Linked DNA regions of Siniperca chuatsi: region 1 is linked to region 2. The links are chromatin contacts, called in public Hi-C maps. All regions are on one chromosome and are shown on one strand. Each heading gives the region's core, a stretch centred on a gene start, on an enhancer-like site or on the middle of the called end of the contact. The rest is flanking DNA. Distances are from core to core; before and after follow the strand shown. Region 1 holds the start of rbm8a (RNA-binding protein 8A). Region 2 holds the start of smg5 (protein SMG5).

Region 1 (4,331 bases), core at 245-2,744, 130 kb before region 2:
AGGTTAAAAAATATTTTTTGTTGTACAATTGACAGAATATTTTTTTAATCTAGTTAATTGTTCATGTGCAGACAATTTTTAAAGAGTGGTTGAGAAATAAGCCAATAACTGGTGACAAGAGACAGATTTCAATCATTAGTTTTGTGAATTGTTGTGAGGTAACTAAATTCAAACAACAGAGAAGGTAGCAACTTGTTTAATCGCAGGCTTCCCACAGTCCTTGGGCAAGACACTGAACCCCAAATTGCTCCTTCGGTGTGTGAGTGCGTGTGAATGATTAGTTTCACTAGTTTCTTTGTACTGATGAGCAATTCTGCCATCAGTGTATGAATGTGTGTGGAGCGCTTTGAGTGGTCGGAAGACTAGAAAGGCGCTATACAAGTACAGTCCGTTTACCAAATATGCAGCTTAAACTTTATTATTAACTTTACTATTATTATTATTATTAGCTGACATTTAAATTAAATTACATCCTTAATATGCACTGCTACACTTACATCTCTGAGGGCCTGGCTCATCCCCGTCTTGTTCCACAGTATCATAGTCCTCTTTGATTCTGGACCTGGCTCCTTCCTCTGGAGACAGCAGCACAGAAAAATATTAAAACACTGCTGACAAGCCTAACAAACTGTATTAAAGGGTTTCAGCAGGAGATTACTTGAACAAATATCACACCAGTGGAAACTCACCTGAGCCAAAGCCTCGTCCTTTCCTCTTCTTGGCTTTCTCCTTCAACTTGTGGATGCTTTCTGGGGGAGGAAAGTTGAACAAGTCAAAATCTACGCATGCTGCTACATCTTTTACTGTGCTCCCATTGTTCGCAAGTTAAGCAACTAGCAAACTACTACTTTTATGTATTTAAACTGTGGATAGATGTTCTATTGTTAACGCTATAGTTACACAAAAATATGTTATATGTTATATAGGACTTGTAAGTTCTGAGCAGTTTTGTCAGTGTATCTTACTATTAGTTGATAGCTATAGGAGGGAAAGAGCTAGCGGCGGCTAATAACAGGCTAAGTGTGCTCCAAGTTATATCTTAAGATAATGTATACTAACCTGTTAAGCTACAGAACATATTTACAGAAACATTTTGTTAAAGGGACCTTTAGAGTTTGCAATAATCATGACCCAGCTAGCTTACAAAGAGCGTTTGAATGAACCACTAGTACGTTGTTAGCTAAATATTAGCTTGTTAGCATTTCTCAGGCCTGCTACCACGCAGTAAGCGTTTGTAGCATTTTCGGCTACGGCCATTTTGATGTAAACCTCAATTTTTACACATCATTTAAACGCCGGTGTTATGGGGCATCTACCAGTGGGCATAGGTATTATTATTACCATCACCATCCTCATCCATAGGAAAGTCCTCGCCTCCCGCTTCATGAAGGTCCAGTACGTCCGCCATGATGTCTGTGTGTGTGTGTGTATGCGGCTCACTGACGCAACGTGCGTACGTACTTACGCATATAGAGCCAACAGGTTGGCTGATGTTGCCAGGTTGCGTAGAATTAAGTAACTACAGTACATTTACTGCATAGTAAACTACAGTAAATCAAATGTATCTTGCTTTAGTTTCTCTTCTTACTATACCCCAACTACACAGTCAGCAGTCAAACTGAATACCTCCACAAGTTTATGAATTATGATGGATCGGATGTATTATTATGGATCAAGCTACCCAGCAGTATATAAAGTAGGCTAGTAGAAACATTAAAGTGATGTACATTAATGCATCACTAATTATAACCCAGTGATATAATATATATTATTCTGAAATGGGACATTCTGCATGAATGCCAGTTGGATAACTATGGACCACTAGGGTCTTGATGTCGCTGATACTTTTGTATGTTTTACTTCTAGACCAGCCACAGATTCTCATGGTTCCACATGTACCGTACCAAAAGTAATTCACATGACCAGCAGAGGGCTCTCATGCATCCAAGCAGGCTATTGGGCCATGTATTGAGACCTGAGGCTGCATGTTCTGGACGCTCAGGTAGAGAGAAGGACTGTCATTTGATCACCATCTGGTGGAGAGTTGGATCAAATGACAAAGGAGACTGACAGACAAAGCCTGGTAAACAGAAAACATGTAGTGAGGATGTGCTGGAAATGCCTTGTGAAAGACTGACATGAGTTTTAATTTCACCTCCAAATATGCTGCATGTGGAATCAGAACAGACTGATTAGTTAGTAATCTCTGCAGGAACAAAGTGCAAGAAATAGTACAGTAGATGTTGTTGGAGCGTCATGGTTGAGTATCATACAGATTTAGGGAACAGCAGCCATTAGCTGGAAGGGTAGATTTCAGCTTTAGAGGGATCACACTTCTCATTCTTCCTGAAAACCTTACCCGAAAGCCTTACTACTGCAGATTACTACATTGGACACTGGACACAATATATAGACCCTTTCGCCTTTCACAAAACTGAGGGGAGAAAGGAGTCTGTTAGTCCTGTCTACACCATGGCTGGGTATTGTTTGAAGATTTTCCATATCTGTGCCACCTGAGTTTTGTTACCAGTACCAAAGCAATACTTTTTTCAATTCCTTAGTTTGGGGGAACCTAAGAGGGTTTTGTTTGCAGTATTGGCATAAAGAATACTTGTTCAGGCTGGAAATGGGATGTGAAAAGGATGTGTCACATCTCATTTTCCAGAGGATACTGAGGATCAGCTGAGGTTGGGAGAGTTTGTTTGGTGGCATTAGAGAGACCTCTCAGGTGTTTGTAAGTAATGAATGAACAACGGGCCTGAGTGGACGGGATCAGTCTTGGTAATGAGTGAGGGTAAAATTAATTGTGACTCCTGATCAAGTGTACTGGCTGCAGTAACGCGGGAATAATAGCAGATTTGTTAGTGACAAGTTCATCTGTGGTCACAAGATTAAGGCAGTTAACGGCTGCTTGAAGTCACAGATTTAAATGGGCAAAAAGCAGCGCTCACTTTCCACTTAGCAATTTCATAAGACTGCTCTTACAATGTCTTACAACGCTGGCGGCTAGTGGCCAATGTCAGAGGGCCGCATCTCAAAGCTGACCAGAGGAATCCTTGGAGCTTATAGGGGAACCGGACCAGTGGGCTGCTGTGCTGCTTGCCCTGTTGCCTGGTTGCATTCCAAAACCACAATATAAGCAGAAACATGGATAGATTGATGAATAAAAGAAAAGTGTAACAGTGGTCAGAGAGAGACAATGGTTTGGTTTATGCTGAGATAGGAGCATTCTTGAGCAATTATTACAGTGTTGTACTTAAAGTAGGATCAGTAGAGGTATGTAAGATATGTCACATGGTGGTGCAGATAACCACATTAGTTTAAGATAATCTGACACCAAAGATAGCCATTAAAAAAAAATCTTTCTCATAAGTCTGCAGTTTGATACAATATTTCAAGTATTTCAATTTGCCTATCAGTATTCTTTAGTACAAAACTGTACTGTTACAGGCTGAAGTCAGTGTGATGCATGCTACGGAAAGATAATAGCTGACATGAACTTTAATCTTATGGATGTTGAACTAGTATGTAAGCATGACAATGTGCACATCACCTTCGTGGCAGAATATATTTCTTAATCTCTCTCTAAATCAATGTTCATTCTGAATGGATGCTCCATTGTATTTATCCACTTTAAAGTCACCATTTATCATTCAGTTATTTTAACCTCAATGCTCCTGTCAAACAAAGCAAACTGTCTTCAGCTATTTTAAGCTGTTGCACTGACATTTTCACTGTTCAAATATGCTTTGAAAGACAGAATCCAAGATGGCACACAAAGCATTCTTCAGCACTGACAGTGACAGCACAGCAGACTTGTAAACACTGCAAAGTTAACACAAGCAAAATCTTCTTAAAGACACTCTACAAAGCTTGTTATGTGACGTCTGCTAAATATATGAGATTTTCTTTGCAATCACTTTATTATACTCACTCTTCCCGAACAAGGAGCGTAGTACAAAATGAAGAGGTACAAAAACAGATAGATAAGTAGGTTGCCATAGTGACATTGCAGACACACAATGTCCAATGTGGCTTACAGCTGTAACAATGCAAAAGAGAAGAACAGAGCACACAATGATAAAACACAAAGCATATACTAAAAGGATTACACATAAAAAACACATGTATAAGAATTTTAACCATTTGATCATTTGTATAAACATTTGTTCAGTAACATAAATGTGGTGATTTTAGTAACAGACAAAAAGCCCCAGTATTATTACACACCCCATATGTTACATGTATCATCTACTGTATCTTCTGTGATAGCTTTTCAGGAGCTCATCTCAGCCTGCTGTAGATTGCACATACAGTATGGGGCAACTGCT
Region 2 (4,268 bases), core at 1,087-3,586:
TAATTCTGGTACTCTCAGACAAAAAGAAATATTTGTAGCATCACTAATAAGCGTGCCTTTCCCTTCTGTGACTCACATGGTCTGTGTAAACTGATTCAGAAGTCAGAGTTGTTCACCAGAATATTGTGAAATCTCAGTCCCCACTTTATGTGTGCGGCCATTGACAAGATTATGTTAATACAGTTAGGCAAGTACATTCAGTATTTCTCATTATCTCTTCTTTGAAGAGATGCTTATCTGCTTGGTTCATCCATTCTTCAAAGCCAAAGAGGATAATATATTACTCAACAATAATATGAGTCTCACCTTGCACTGATGCGCCAAATTAGCCCATTTGCAAGTTAAGTACAACATATGACTACAGCTCTTACACTAAACAATGTCTTGGGGGAACTGATCACTAGTGGATACTTCTAAATACAGGTGTAAAATCATCCCAAACTGTGTGCAATGGAATCTAATCGCTCGTGCCACGTTCAGAAGTAGTCAGGGATGCATATGCCCCTGTATTGTAGTGTAAATGCAACAAACGATTAATCTTACTTTCTTGATTAAGTGATTAATAGCTTGGTCTACAAAATGTCAGAAAATAGCCCATTATAATTTCCTAGAGCCCAAGGTGACGTTTTTAAAAGATCTTATTTGTCCGACCAACAGTCCAAAATTAACCGATATAACTGATCAGCAATCGCTAAAGCTCTACATGCAACCCTGACCACAGTGAAGGCCTGTCTAGCTCCCAAGGCAGTCACTGAACAGGATGAGATACAATCTCCTCTGTCTTTACATCTGTGTAGACACATGGTCAAGTCTCTTTCTCACATTTACCTCCAACTTCCTCTTTTTGAGCTTATGGTTCACTGAATCCAGTATGAAAATAACTGTAATCCTGTTCGCAAGCTGTAAGACTGAGCACACATCTAGTATGTTTATTTGTTTTGTTTAATCATGCAGAGATCACAATGACTATATTGAAGCATAAGCGGTCAGTTTAAATACATTAGACATGTTTCTAATGCTAAAAGTGTGAACTGGATTTGGACAGAATTTGGATACAGAATACCAGGTCTGAACAGAGTCTATAAGCTCACAGAGATGCCGTGGAGTGTCAATCCCAATTGAACACACAGAATAATAGAGATGTAGTTTTATCAGCTATTTTATCAGCTAAATTAATTGAAGGTGAGACCGGAGACTGTTTGATGGGTTTGAATTCACACAGGGGAATTCATAATTATGTTCAGAACAACTGGCCAGATGATACGGAGATTGCACGCCTATGAGGTTTAAGTTACACTCCTGCCTCCTTTCTCACACACTGCTGAGACAACTCTGGACATACTTGTTGCGAAGGCTGATGTTCTCCGGCTTGAAGACCTCTCTGTAGGATGCTTTGCTGCCGATGATGACATCCAGCTTGTGCACAGACTCCACCACAGCCCTAGGCAGCGTTGGGCAACAAAAAGCATTAGCATAATTACAAGGTTAACTCTGTGAGCTAAACATTTACAAGTCGATAATGTATGTCAGGAACAAATGCCATCTCAAATACACCGGGCTACCTTGCTAGCAACCAAAATCGTTCCTGTTTCATTTCTCTGTATCAAGGGCGGTAATGACAAATACAGCTAAATCATGATGTGACACGCTAACATAAGCTACACAAAGCATGATGCCTGCCCGGTCATATTTAGCTTATGTTACACTGACGAGTATGCAGGGATGTTGGGCTACTCATTGTCGTGACAGCTTACTGAATGGAAGAACAGGTAGACCCTTTCTTGTGTTAGCAAACATTGATTGGTTAGCGCTAAGTTAGCTAGAACAACAACGTTCAATTAGCACCTTGGTTAGCTACGCAAAACGGCCTCGCCAACTTACCTGTAAAGCCTCTTAATGAGAAGGACTTTCGCCTCTGGCTCGCTGTCCTGCCCCGGTCCACTCATATTAGCGAGAAGCCAGTTGTTTGATCGCACGCTTCAGCGTTTAGTCCCCGTTTCCTTCAGCCCTTCCGACACACAGTTGTCAGGGCTACTCGGGTTTGTTCCCCAGCAGTGACAACCGTGTTGATAGCCAGCTAGCGCTAGCTATCAAGGTAGTGTTAGCTTTCCTCCCTTTCCCTCCGAGTCTCTTTCGTTTCTTATATCCTTTGGCAAGACCCCCTCTACCCATCCGTTCTGAAAACCGGGTAGGAGGGGGTGCCCAGTAATTTACGCTCTTCCTGGTCAGCTAAAATGCTCTGGTATGCTTCTTGTGTTGTTCCCTGTTCCAGCCATTGCTACGAAGGCGGCCATTATTCCTATCAGGCAGTAACCGCCTGAATACCGCGAGACTACAGACTACTCACCAGATTATATCAGGGGTTGCCAGGTAGTCTACAGATCCCCCATTAGCGAAAACATTGATAAAAACAATTCATGCCCCTGCAAAGAATGTATTTACATGTATGTTCCCTCTCAATATTATAATCTCCCACCCCTAACTGTGTAACATATTATTTAGACTACCTCTCGTCTCCCAACCTGCTACTGAATCAAATCAGGGAGATTTTACAGATCACATTATAACTTCAAAAAAAAATCACAAATCTATTAAAGCCCTACACACCTATGGACCACCCACACAGGTGTTTTCACTTATTTTTCCAGATTAGACCTCTCAGGTTTACATCTCCTTCACTCTTCTGCAGATTTTCGTTTTACCTGTTATGGTGGGACAACTTCCACCTTTAACATCCCTATTAGGATATTTTAGTGACCTCCCGTAGTTTCCAGTATAGAGACCTTAAGGTTGTGTCACAAACAACTGTCAGTTCTTTCCAGTTCCCAACTTTGCATTCATACTTACACCATTTGCATACCTTCCTCGTCTTTTTTCCCTTACAAAGGACATGGGGCTGATGAAAAAACTGTTGCTAATGATGGCAGAATTACAGTATGTGATCATAGCCACTATAAACTCTTTTGTTGTAATTCCTCCTGGCTGCCAATAGAGGTCTATAAAGATCATAGATTATTTTACGTCCCTGAATGCAATGTTAGTCACAGAGAAATGGCATTTTGAGAGATGCTTGCTTCCTAAATTTCATGTATTTTTATTTATTTCCTGACTGTGGAAACAGGATATTGGCATGCCAGATGATGATGGAGGGGATCACTGAAAGATGTAAGTCAATGTGGTATCAGTTAGTTAGAAAAAGGCAGTTTTATTAAGCTGCTGGTTCACTATGTAATGGTTTTGTTGGTTGGAATTGTGTAAGCATGTAATTATGTTTTCCAAGAATGTAGAAGTGATGTCATTTTGATAGAAATACTGCACATTTTTGATAAATTATTATATAGGTACATAGTTTGACATGAGAAATGTTCATTTCTTTGTGGCATGAATGTTCTTCAGACCTTAACCTGGCAGAATAATTATATGAATGCATTTGATGCTCTGGTCTGGAGCAAGCTCTGTTTGTTCTATTTACACAGTATGAACCATCTATTTTTTTCTGTTCTGTACAAACTCAGAAGTTGCCAACCCACTAAGGATCTCAGGCGATTAAGTGTAGGAGGGCGAGGATAATTACAAGCTTGCTATATTCAGTCGAGTCCCCAGTTCCCAGATCCTGCCTACCATCCATGCTCTCAGCAACTCAGCTGGGGAGAGTGTGAGGAAATGATCTGCTCTGCTCACCAAGAGAAGAATCACAGTCCTGAGATGCAGAAAAAATGTAGATGACCCAGATGAGCAAGCACTATGATGCAACCACAAGCTGCAAAGACATACCTGTGATCTAACCACAGATCCAGACACAAAATAAGAGTGAAAGAGCTTGCAAGTCCAGAAAATGAATGTTTCTGTTGCAAACACTGGAAGAAGCAAAGCAGATCGATAACCTAACCTTTGTTTTCAGTTAGTATTCAGATACAAAGTGTGTAATTTCTGACGTGATAGAGGATTTTGTTTCTTTACAATTCATAACCTTGTTAAGAGGGTGTGCCTGCTGTGAGCCTTTATATTTACAATCAGTCAATTAGTCGAATAATCGCATATTCAATTAATCGTCATTTGATCCATTTATCAACCAAAAATACAAAACATTTGCTGGTACCAGCTTCCCAAATGTGAGGATTTTCTGCTTCTATCTGTTTAATATGGTTGTAAATTAAATTATTTGGAGTTTTGGGCTGTTTTTCAGATAAAACAAGCAATTTAAAATTGTCAATCATTTAATTTGGAAAATAATTGACAGATTAATCGATGATTGAAATATTAGTTAG

What was found. A called contact is a pair of places that touch in the nucleus more often than the background predicts.
Region 1: a Hi-C map of liver shows a contact between it and region 2, with 4 times the contacts expected there. The contact joins the promoter of rbm8a here to the promoter of smg5 in region 2. A contact is called at or near these places in 2 of 3 Hi-C or Micro-C datasets (liver and skeletal muscle).

What each region holds. Positions count from the first base shown.
Region 1 is chrLG9:6,504,024-6,508,354 of ASM2008510v1, reverse strand. It overlaps rbm8a (RNA-binding protein 8A), which reads right to left and starts at 1,494. Exons shown (of 6, transcript XM_044206959.1): 1 at 1,342-1,494; 2 at 690-749; 3 at 498-575. The coding sequence starts at 1,408.
Region 2 is chrLG9:6,371,222-6,375,489 of ASM2008510v1, reverse strand. It overlaps smg5 (protein SMG5), which reads right to left and starts at 2,336. Exons shown (of 22, transcript XM_044207785.1): 1 at 1,882-2,336; 2 at 1,343-1,441. The coding sequence starts at 1,946.